Regions from separate parts of the Rattus norvegicus genome. Here region 2 is linked to region 1. Evidence: chromatin contacts called from public Hi-C data. All regions are on one chromosome and are shown on one strand. Each heading gives the region's core, a stretch centred on a gene start, on an enhancer-like site or on the middle of the called end of the contact. The rest is flanking DNA. Distances are from core to core; before and after follow the strand shown.

Region 1 (4,148 bases), core at 940-3,439:
TACCCTGTGACATCTAACGACTTTCTGTTAAGCTTAGGTCCAGGGGTCCAGTATCCTCTCTGGCCACATGGGCATGGCACACACATGGTGCACAGACATACAAGTCGGCAACGTACCCATATGCATTTAGGGCCACTGTTGAGTAGCACGTGCGTTGAAAGTCGTATGTTACCCCACCTACAGCAGGCACACACGGTACCCGAGGAGGTGGCTGTTGAGTGAGTGAGTGAGTTAGTTAGTTGGACTGTAGATCATTTCACAGTGTGTATGGAAGCATCTCATTGTACTCTGTGTATAGCTTAAAGTTCCCTTTGTAATTTCAGGTATAATTTAGGTGACTACAGTGGAGAGATCATGTCTGAGGTCATGGCACAGAGACAGCCAGTGAAGCCTACCTATGCCATCCCCATCATCCCGATTACTAACAGCAGCCAGTTCAAACACCAGGACGTCACGGATGCGAAGGAGTTCAAAGTTAACAAGGTTATTAGAGCTTTGTAACAGTAGATCCAGTAAACAGGGAAAACCATGAATTCCTACCGCAAGGGATTTCTGAACACTGAAAATAAGGGACACTAAAAATGGGGAGCTTTTCACGACAATTTAATTTCCCTTGCTTCCTTACAAGGGAAGGCTTTGCTCTCTGTCTGATAAAAAGAGGGGTTTGCTGAGAGGGGGTATGAAATGTTGGTGTGGTTAGTGGTATGGAGGCCTGGAGAGAGCATGAAGCCTTCCACCCAGTGTAACGTTCTGGGCCACATCTGTGTGTCAGTGTCAGGCGGGTCTTGTCAACGGCTGGTAACGTGGGCAGAAGTGGAAATACTTTGACAAGTTGATATGTCCTAATTTGTGAAGAGTAAAATTGGTGAGGGGGAAATAAAATTAGTAAGGAGAAAACCAGGGGAATAAGAGAGAGCCGGCAGTGTGCCTTTCTGATAAATGCACCTTAGCAGGGAAGGTTTTCATATACTTGTGACCTAACATGTATCATTTAACTCAGACTTAGCATTCCATTTCAATTGAGGAAATAATGTGATCTGCTAATCATTTATTATCTAACCTGTTCTGTTTAATATTTTGTGTCTGTGATTTTTTTTTTTTTTTATAATTTGGTGTATAATTTACCGTACCATTTGGAATGGTGGTTTCTGCAGCATAGACTTTTTCCCTATCAGAGCACTGACCAAGACTATTTCAAACATGTTGGTTTTGAAGTATTGAACTGTTGAACAGATAAATAGAAGTATTCTCTTTGGTAATCACAAATGGTGGCTATTAATCCCAGCAGAAGCTGTGCCTGGCAGATCTCTTGAGGTTGAGACACAGCCTGGTCTACATAGTGAGTTTCAGGCTAGCCAAGGCTACTCAGTGAAACACCTCTATCCAATTACCTCTGCCAAAAAAAAAAAAAAAAAAAAAAAAAATGCTAAAGGCCATGTTCCAAATACTTGTGTGCTCATAATTTCCAGTCCTGCATAGTACAGTTTTCCTTGTTTTTATATTGAAGTCTATTGTCCACCTGTCTGAAATATATGGCCTTACAAATCACTTCAAAGGTGTTACTTTGATTTTTATATTTTGGGATTTAACTCGGATTCTAATTGTACAACATTCATTGTTCGTCTGTATGTTCCAGAGACATGAGCCATGCATGTGGTTCTGGTTTACCTTAAATCCTTCTAAGTCAAGACAGAGTCATTAGTGGAATAGGCCTGCTGTTTTGAACATTTTCTTATTTAAATTTTCATTCAAACTGTTTTGTTGTCTGGCTGGAGAGCTGGGTGAGCAGTTAGGAGTGCCCATTGTTCCTGCAGAGGACCTGGGTGCAGTTGAGTTGCCAGCACCTACGTGAGATGGCATACAGTTCTGTAATTCCAGTTCCAGGGGGTCTGACAGTCTCTGGCTTTTGAAGACACCTGCACATACACATACACTTTTAAGTCTTTTAAGCAAATGTTTGTTTTGAACAGAGCAAATGTAGATTATTAGGGGAAACTGAGACTGACCCTCTGAGGGTAGGGGGGCCACCAGAGGGTTGCCTGAGCCTCTTTTAATAGTTCAAGCACTTGGCTCCCCAAGTAATAATTAACTCAAGCTGTTAAGAGGTTGCAGTTGTGGGGTGTGCTTTCGCTGTGTGACCGACTCGTGTCTGTGTTGCAGCAAGATAAGGCTGATCTTATTCGGCCGAAGCGCAAATATGAAAAGAAGCCCAAAGTCTTACCGTCGTCTGCTGCCGCACCCCAGCAGCCAAGTCCTGCTGCACTGCCAGGCTTCAGTGCTAAAGACTTAAACCAGTACGACTTCCCCAGCTCAGATGAAGAGCCTCTGTCACAGGTAAACAGAAGACCAGCTCTCTGCACACAGAAGAGGAACATAGAACCCGCATGTTTGACCTCTCGTTGCTTTATTTCAAGGTTTTGTCTGGCTCTTCAGAAGCTGAGGAAGAGAATGACCCTGATGGCCCTTTCGCTTTCCGTAGGAAAGCAGGCTGTCAGTACTATGCTGTAAGTGTCAGACTTTCTGTAAACAACAAACAGCAGACAGACTGACAAAATACAATAATTTGGATTTTTTTTTTAGCCTCATTTAGACCAAACTGGCAACTGGCCCTGGACTAGCCCTAAAGATGGAGGCCTGGGGGATGTGCGATATAGATATTGCTTAACTACTCTCACCGTACCCCAGAGGTGTCTTGGATTTGCACGAAGACGGGTCGGGCGCGGTGGAAGGTAACGCGCTTCTGCTTTCCTTGCACCAGCATGCTTTTTAGACATTGGAGTCAGAGTTTAAACTGAGGCCCTTCTTGTGAACAGAGTCTAGAAGCTCCAGCTTGCTATGCTTAGCAGAGCTGTCTACATGTTCCCTTTGCACTCCCAACGTCCTCACACACTACACTGCGTAGTCCCTACAGGCCCGTGTGGGTTCTTATCTCCCCAAGCTTCTTAGCACCTGAGTTATCACAGAGTAGAATCCCAAGAAAGGACAAGTATACTTGTGTGTACACACTCAGGATTGGTTCAGGAGACTACAACCAAAGTCGCTGAGTTCTGGGGAAAACCTTACGTTAACTACTGCAGTGACCACTTAACTTTGCTGCTCATGGCCTCAGTTTGTCAGGATGTGGTTCTGGGGTCTGAAATAGAATATTTCATACATGGAGTGGAGGAGAGAAGGAACTGCAAAGCACAGAAAAGTTTTGGTTGAAAGACAATTTGAAAAAAAGAACTTTGTCCAACATTGAGCTTTGAGGCTAAAAGAACCAGAGCCAACAAGATGACTCAGTGGGAAGAAGCGGTTGCCACCAAGGTGACAGCCTGAGTTCTGTCCCCAGGACTCACCTGGTGGAAGGAGAAAAGCAACTCTTGGGAATTGTCCTGTGGCTGCTGCGTGCACGCCGTGCTCTGCTCCGTGTGCTGTGCGCATACAGTGTGAGAGTCAAACGCTGCAGTGATGAACTTGCTCACTTTAAATGTCCAGTGTACTGTTGCTCAGCTTGGGGGAAAGCGTTCGGGAGAGAAAGGAAAGTCTGTGATGTAATCTCTGGTGTCTGCTCCTTGTGCAGGGTCTTGCTGGACAGAGCGCATTCAGACTATGACAGTATGTTTCACCACCTGGATCTGGACATGCTTTCCTCACCACAACCTTCTCCAGTCAATCAGTTTGCCAATACCTCAGAAACCAATACCTCGGACAGACCTTCCTCTAAAGACCTCAGTCAGATACTAGTCGATATCAAATCATGTAGATGGCGGCACTTTAGGCCCCGGACACCATCCCTTCCTGACAGTGACAGTGGTGAGCTCTCCAGTAGAAAGTTACACAGAAGTATAAGTCGAGCAGGACCAGCGCAGCCTGGGGCCCACACGTGCAGCGCCTCCACACAGAGCAGAAGTAGCAGTGGCTCGACACACTGTGGTATGTCCTTTTGTGGTACCCATTGCTATAAGGGTGGGGTCTCCCATCTTGTTGAGGATGTGGTATATTATTCCCGTAGTGAGGTCCTCACGTACTTCTTTGAGTTCTGCTCAGTAGTGCTGTTGCTGTGTGGGTTTGTGTGTACGTGCATCTTTCCTTAACCACAGCCAAAGAGAGGTGGTATGTTTGTCACTATATATTTAATGTTTAACTTGTTATCTTGAGGTAGCCCA
Region 2 (4,148 bases), core at 680-3,179, 77 kb before region 1:
GAGAGCACTCTCCGACACTTTCAATCACGTGCTTGTTGACTTGTTGACTTGCTACTTGTCTGTGTCCGTGAGGTAGGAGATAAACCACTGCTTATTATTACCTATGAGCAGCAACTGCTGGGCATAGCAATGCTAAGTTCTCAAGAACTGTGCTAAACAACCCCCAACTTACTGGAGAACTTTTCTACACCGTACCTCCATTTTGCCTTCAAACACAGAGAAAAAAACAAAAACCTGTTCATGTATACCATGAATATGACTTCAAGAGCTGGAAAACCAACTATTTCATCAGAAAGTATATGGTTAAGAATATGAATAACTTACAAACTGCTCAGAACAGTCTAGCCTATAGGTAATAAAAAAGGACCTATCTGTACACTTACATGAGAGTCTATTCCTGTCCAGATTTTTGTTTTTAATCATAGCTACTCGGTAAATATTTGTGAATCCAGGTCTACCCCAGTTATCTACTTCAGATCAGGTGCAAAATATAGATGCTGGATGGAGACTCTGGCTCAGTCTACTGAAGTTAACCCCAAGCCTGTGGGTCACTACCTGTCTCATAGAATTCTGGTTTTGTCAGCCCTCTGGTTTACTGGAGGCAAGCCCTGTTTATTTTAATCGTCCTGTAATTAACAGCACACCCCACCCCCCCGCGTCTTGTTGTAGACAGTGAGTATGATAATAACCCTAGGTATAGTTTTAAAGGTGCCTATTAAATATTCAGTATATCAGACCTCCGTGTGGGGTGAGTTGAGTGGGTGTGGGAGGGAAGTGTCTTGAAGAATGTGGACTATTCTCTATCTTTTTTTTTTTTTTCATCCTTTGGTATTTTCTTTCATCGTTGGCCCATTAGAAATTTTCTGGCAAGGAATTAATTGCACAGTGGATACATTTAGTTCACACATTTAAGTTATGGAAACACTTTGATATTAGCCGACTTTGGGGACTTTACATTTGCAATTACAAGTGTTGGATTCCTTTAACATTTTTACGTTTAATTTTCAGACTGTATTAGAAAAGCCTGTTTGAAACAGCCCTACTCAGCGCCCAACTAGAAAGAATCGTGTTTCCCAGCCCACTTAATCTGAAAGCCTGCCAAGTTAGGTGAAAGACCTTATAAATATGTAAAACAGGAGGTTCAAATTACAATCAAGTAAATCCCTAATGATTGATGTTCTTTTCAAAACAAAAGAAGAAGAAGAAGAAGAAAAAGAACAAAAAAGAGGGCATTCCCGCTAGCACCAGCAGCAAAGGTTGGTAAGGAGTTCACACTCAAGGGTGTACTTTAGGGCTTAATTTATTTTGAATTTCTACCACTTCCTGGAGGCCGGGTGGAAGGATCCAAAATACTGGGCACCTCAGCCATTTTGTTTGTAGGGCGGAGCGGTAGAACTGGGCCGGCCAGGAAGGGGTTTGAGAGCAGCGTTGAAATGGGAGGGGGTGGGGGAGCTGAATATGGTTTCAACTTATGTCAGGATTCACTCGAGGCTAATGCAGGGACACTCGAGCCGCGTGGTGCTCGCGGCCTCAGGAGGCCCTCGGGAACGTCACACCGAGAACCCACGGATAGGCATCTTTCCCAGCGGCCGCGGCCGCATCCACGTCCCACACGGACGTCTCGAGTGGAGCCCCAACGAGCCGCGCGCAAGGGCGTGCCCAGATGCTCGGAGGACACGGCTGCTGCCATTGTTGTGCTAGTCACTTACTCCCGATCCCCGAGCAAAGTCTGGGGAGCAGCGCTCTCCCGAGCCGGTTTAAAATGGCACAGTCGCGCATTCTTTCCGAGCAGCGGGAGGCGGGAGCGAGGGCGGAGCCCGGAAGCCGCCAGCCAATGGGCGCGCGCGCCCGCCCTCTCGCCCGCCAGCGCAGAGTTGTTAACCCCGCGCCTGCCGCCGCCGCCCGCTCCGCAGCCTCCAGCTTGCTCCATTCCCCCCGACGCCCTCGGATCCTGCGGCTGCCCGCCCCGCTCCGCGCCCTCCATGGACGAAAGTCTCACTTTTGATTTACCAAATATTTTCAGGATGTTTGAAGACCCGTACGCTGCCCGGAGGCTGTTTTTTCTGGACAGCCCAGACCTCAGCCTATATTGTTACAATTTTTTTTTGAGAGCTAGCTGCTGCTTTGCCTACACCGATGGTAAGTTTATAATTTTAAACATTCTTGGCATTACATCCTCGAAAGGAGCACCAGATAAGAGAGGTTTTCATTGTGTTTCTTCTCACAAAACCAATCTTTGTATTTTTCTTTAGCTTCGATCTCTGCACGTTCCACCTAATTTTGTCTGGATAATTTTTTTTTTCCCAAAAGGGGAAAAAATAGTTTTCCTCTCCATTGTTAAAGATAAACATGTATAATGAAAATTATACTTTAATTGCTGTGAACTAAAGGGGAACTCAGATGTTTCAAGATGGACTTTTTTTTGTGTGCCAGGAATGTTGGTAGTGCCAAATATGTACGTATCCTCTTTATAAAAATTATCTATTGCCTAATTTGTCCAGAGTAAATTACCAACAAGCAAACTACCGTTGTAGTTTTGTTTTGGTTTTTTAAAATAGATCTATTGTGATTCCCTTGATGGAATACTTCAGAAAGGAGCTCTGGTATAATGAAGGCGGAGATTGACTAACCGGGTTTAAGTTATGGCTGTTGCTAAATAGTGGCTCTTTTATTGCTGAGCAGACCTAACTTGTGGTCTAGGATGTGATTTCCTTAAAGCTCTTTGTCGATTCGTCTCTGCAGATCTATCTTATTTTTTCTCCGGAAAGCTACATTTGGGAGACATTTTGTAATTTTTGGCATTTTTCTAGTTTTCTTCTTTTTGCACACGGTGGGAGATTTTTTTTTTTTTTTTTTTTTTTTTTTGTTCTGCACTGATCTGTGTTGGTGGCGCTGTAGTGCTCCTCAACAATTTGTCAGTTTTACTAAAAGAAAAAAGGAAGAAAAAAGGTGGGGCAAGATTTTATCTATTATCCTTTAATTTTCGTAGAGAAAGTTCAATTTGGTCAGCAGTGTTATTTAAGTGTTTGCTGTGGACTGTGCACCATGGTGAGAACAGACAATGTCGTCACAGCCAATCCAGGGGACATTATGGACAAGCATTCAGTTGGCAGTTATGTTCCATCTCATCTCATTTATTATCTCTATCGGATTCTTTAATAATAAGCTGTCCTTTGCCCTCTCCTCCATGGATGCTTTTCTTGTCTTACAAAACCATGCCCATTAGCGCCGTTTCAGTATAACAAAACGTTTGTGTATTAGTTCTTTGGACATTGTAAAAGTTGAATTTCATTTTTGAATCAAGGGATTTCTCAAATATGTATTCTGAATCTGTCTTGAGAGTGATCTGGTAGGGTGTCATGTCTGTTTTATTTTGAGCTGCCCCCCTTGGATTGAATTTATAGACAGCCTTGTTTTAAAATGAGCAAATGTTTTTTGTTGTTGGAACAAGATAATTTTTTAAGAATATTGCACACATATTTTTTTACTTAAAAATACTGACATATACATTTCTAAGGAGGTGTTATATCTTTGTTCTTGAGAGTTATCTGATTAGAGACTAAGGGATTTAGGCCCAAAGCCTGCCAAAAACAAAAATATGTCACAATATGACATCGGCTTTACTGGTCTCTGTAAACATTTTAGTTGTTTGTGAAGATGTCTTCAGTTCAAAAAGAAAGTAGGAGGGATCTGTAATTTACCTTGAAATGCATTGTTTACCAAGTAAAGTGAAAACTGAAACAGCATTTGGATTATCTGACTAACAGGTTATGTCTTGAGAGAGTGACTGTCGTGTCAGGAGTCAAGAGTCTTTATTTACTTTGACATCTGTAAATGCCCTTTCCACTGATCCTTTAACAGTCTGGAGTAGAGAATGTGTGAACAGGAGTAGAAATAGTATTTCCTAGAATCTGTTTATCTCCTTCCTTCAACTTCAGAAGAAACAAGCCCAACGCCTTAGATTTTGTTTGTAGCATGCTCAAAAGGTTTGGAAGTATTCACTAGCGTAGTTCATTCTCTCTTTCTTTGTGAAGTCTAAATGCAGCTTCAAGTGTGGCTTCTGACAGTATAGATTATGTATGGAATGAAATACTGCAGGTGTAAATATTGTCTAACCTGGTGATGCTGGAGGCTTTAGCTCTCTGAAG

The links. Hi-C and Micro-C count contacts between places; a contact is called where the count stands out from the background.
Region 2: a Hi-C map of liver shows a contact between it and region 1, with 2.3 times the contacts expected there. The contact joins the promoter of Epc1 here to the enhancer-like site in region 1. A contact is called at or near these places in 2 of 12 Hi-C or Micro-C datasets (frontal cortex and liver).

The regions. Positions count from the first base shown.
Region 1 is chr17:59,210,877-59,215,024 of GRCr8, reverse strand. Epc1 (enhancer of polycomb homolog 1) reads left to right here. Exons shown (of 14, transcript NM_001309462.1): 6 at 324-483; 7 at 2,161-2,334; 8 at 2,415-2,504; 9 at 2,581-2,729; 10 at 3,563-3,915. Among named protein-coding and RNA genes, the nearest start is that of Epc1, 77 kb to the left of the region's middle. Within about 2 kb of position 2,189, at least 1 of the 93 cell types and tissues checked has an H3K27ac peak or open chromatin away from gene starts, as enhancers often do. A contact at or near this core is called in liver, where this site is marked.
Region 2 is chr17:59,287,300-59,291,447 of GRCr8, reverse strand. It overlaps Epc1 (enhancer of polycomb homolog 1), which reads left to right and starts at 1,929. Exons shown (of 14, transcript NM_001309462.1): 1 at 1,929-2,139. The coding sequence starts at 2,137.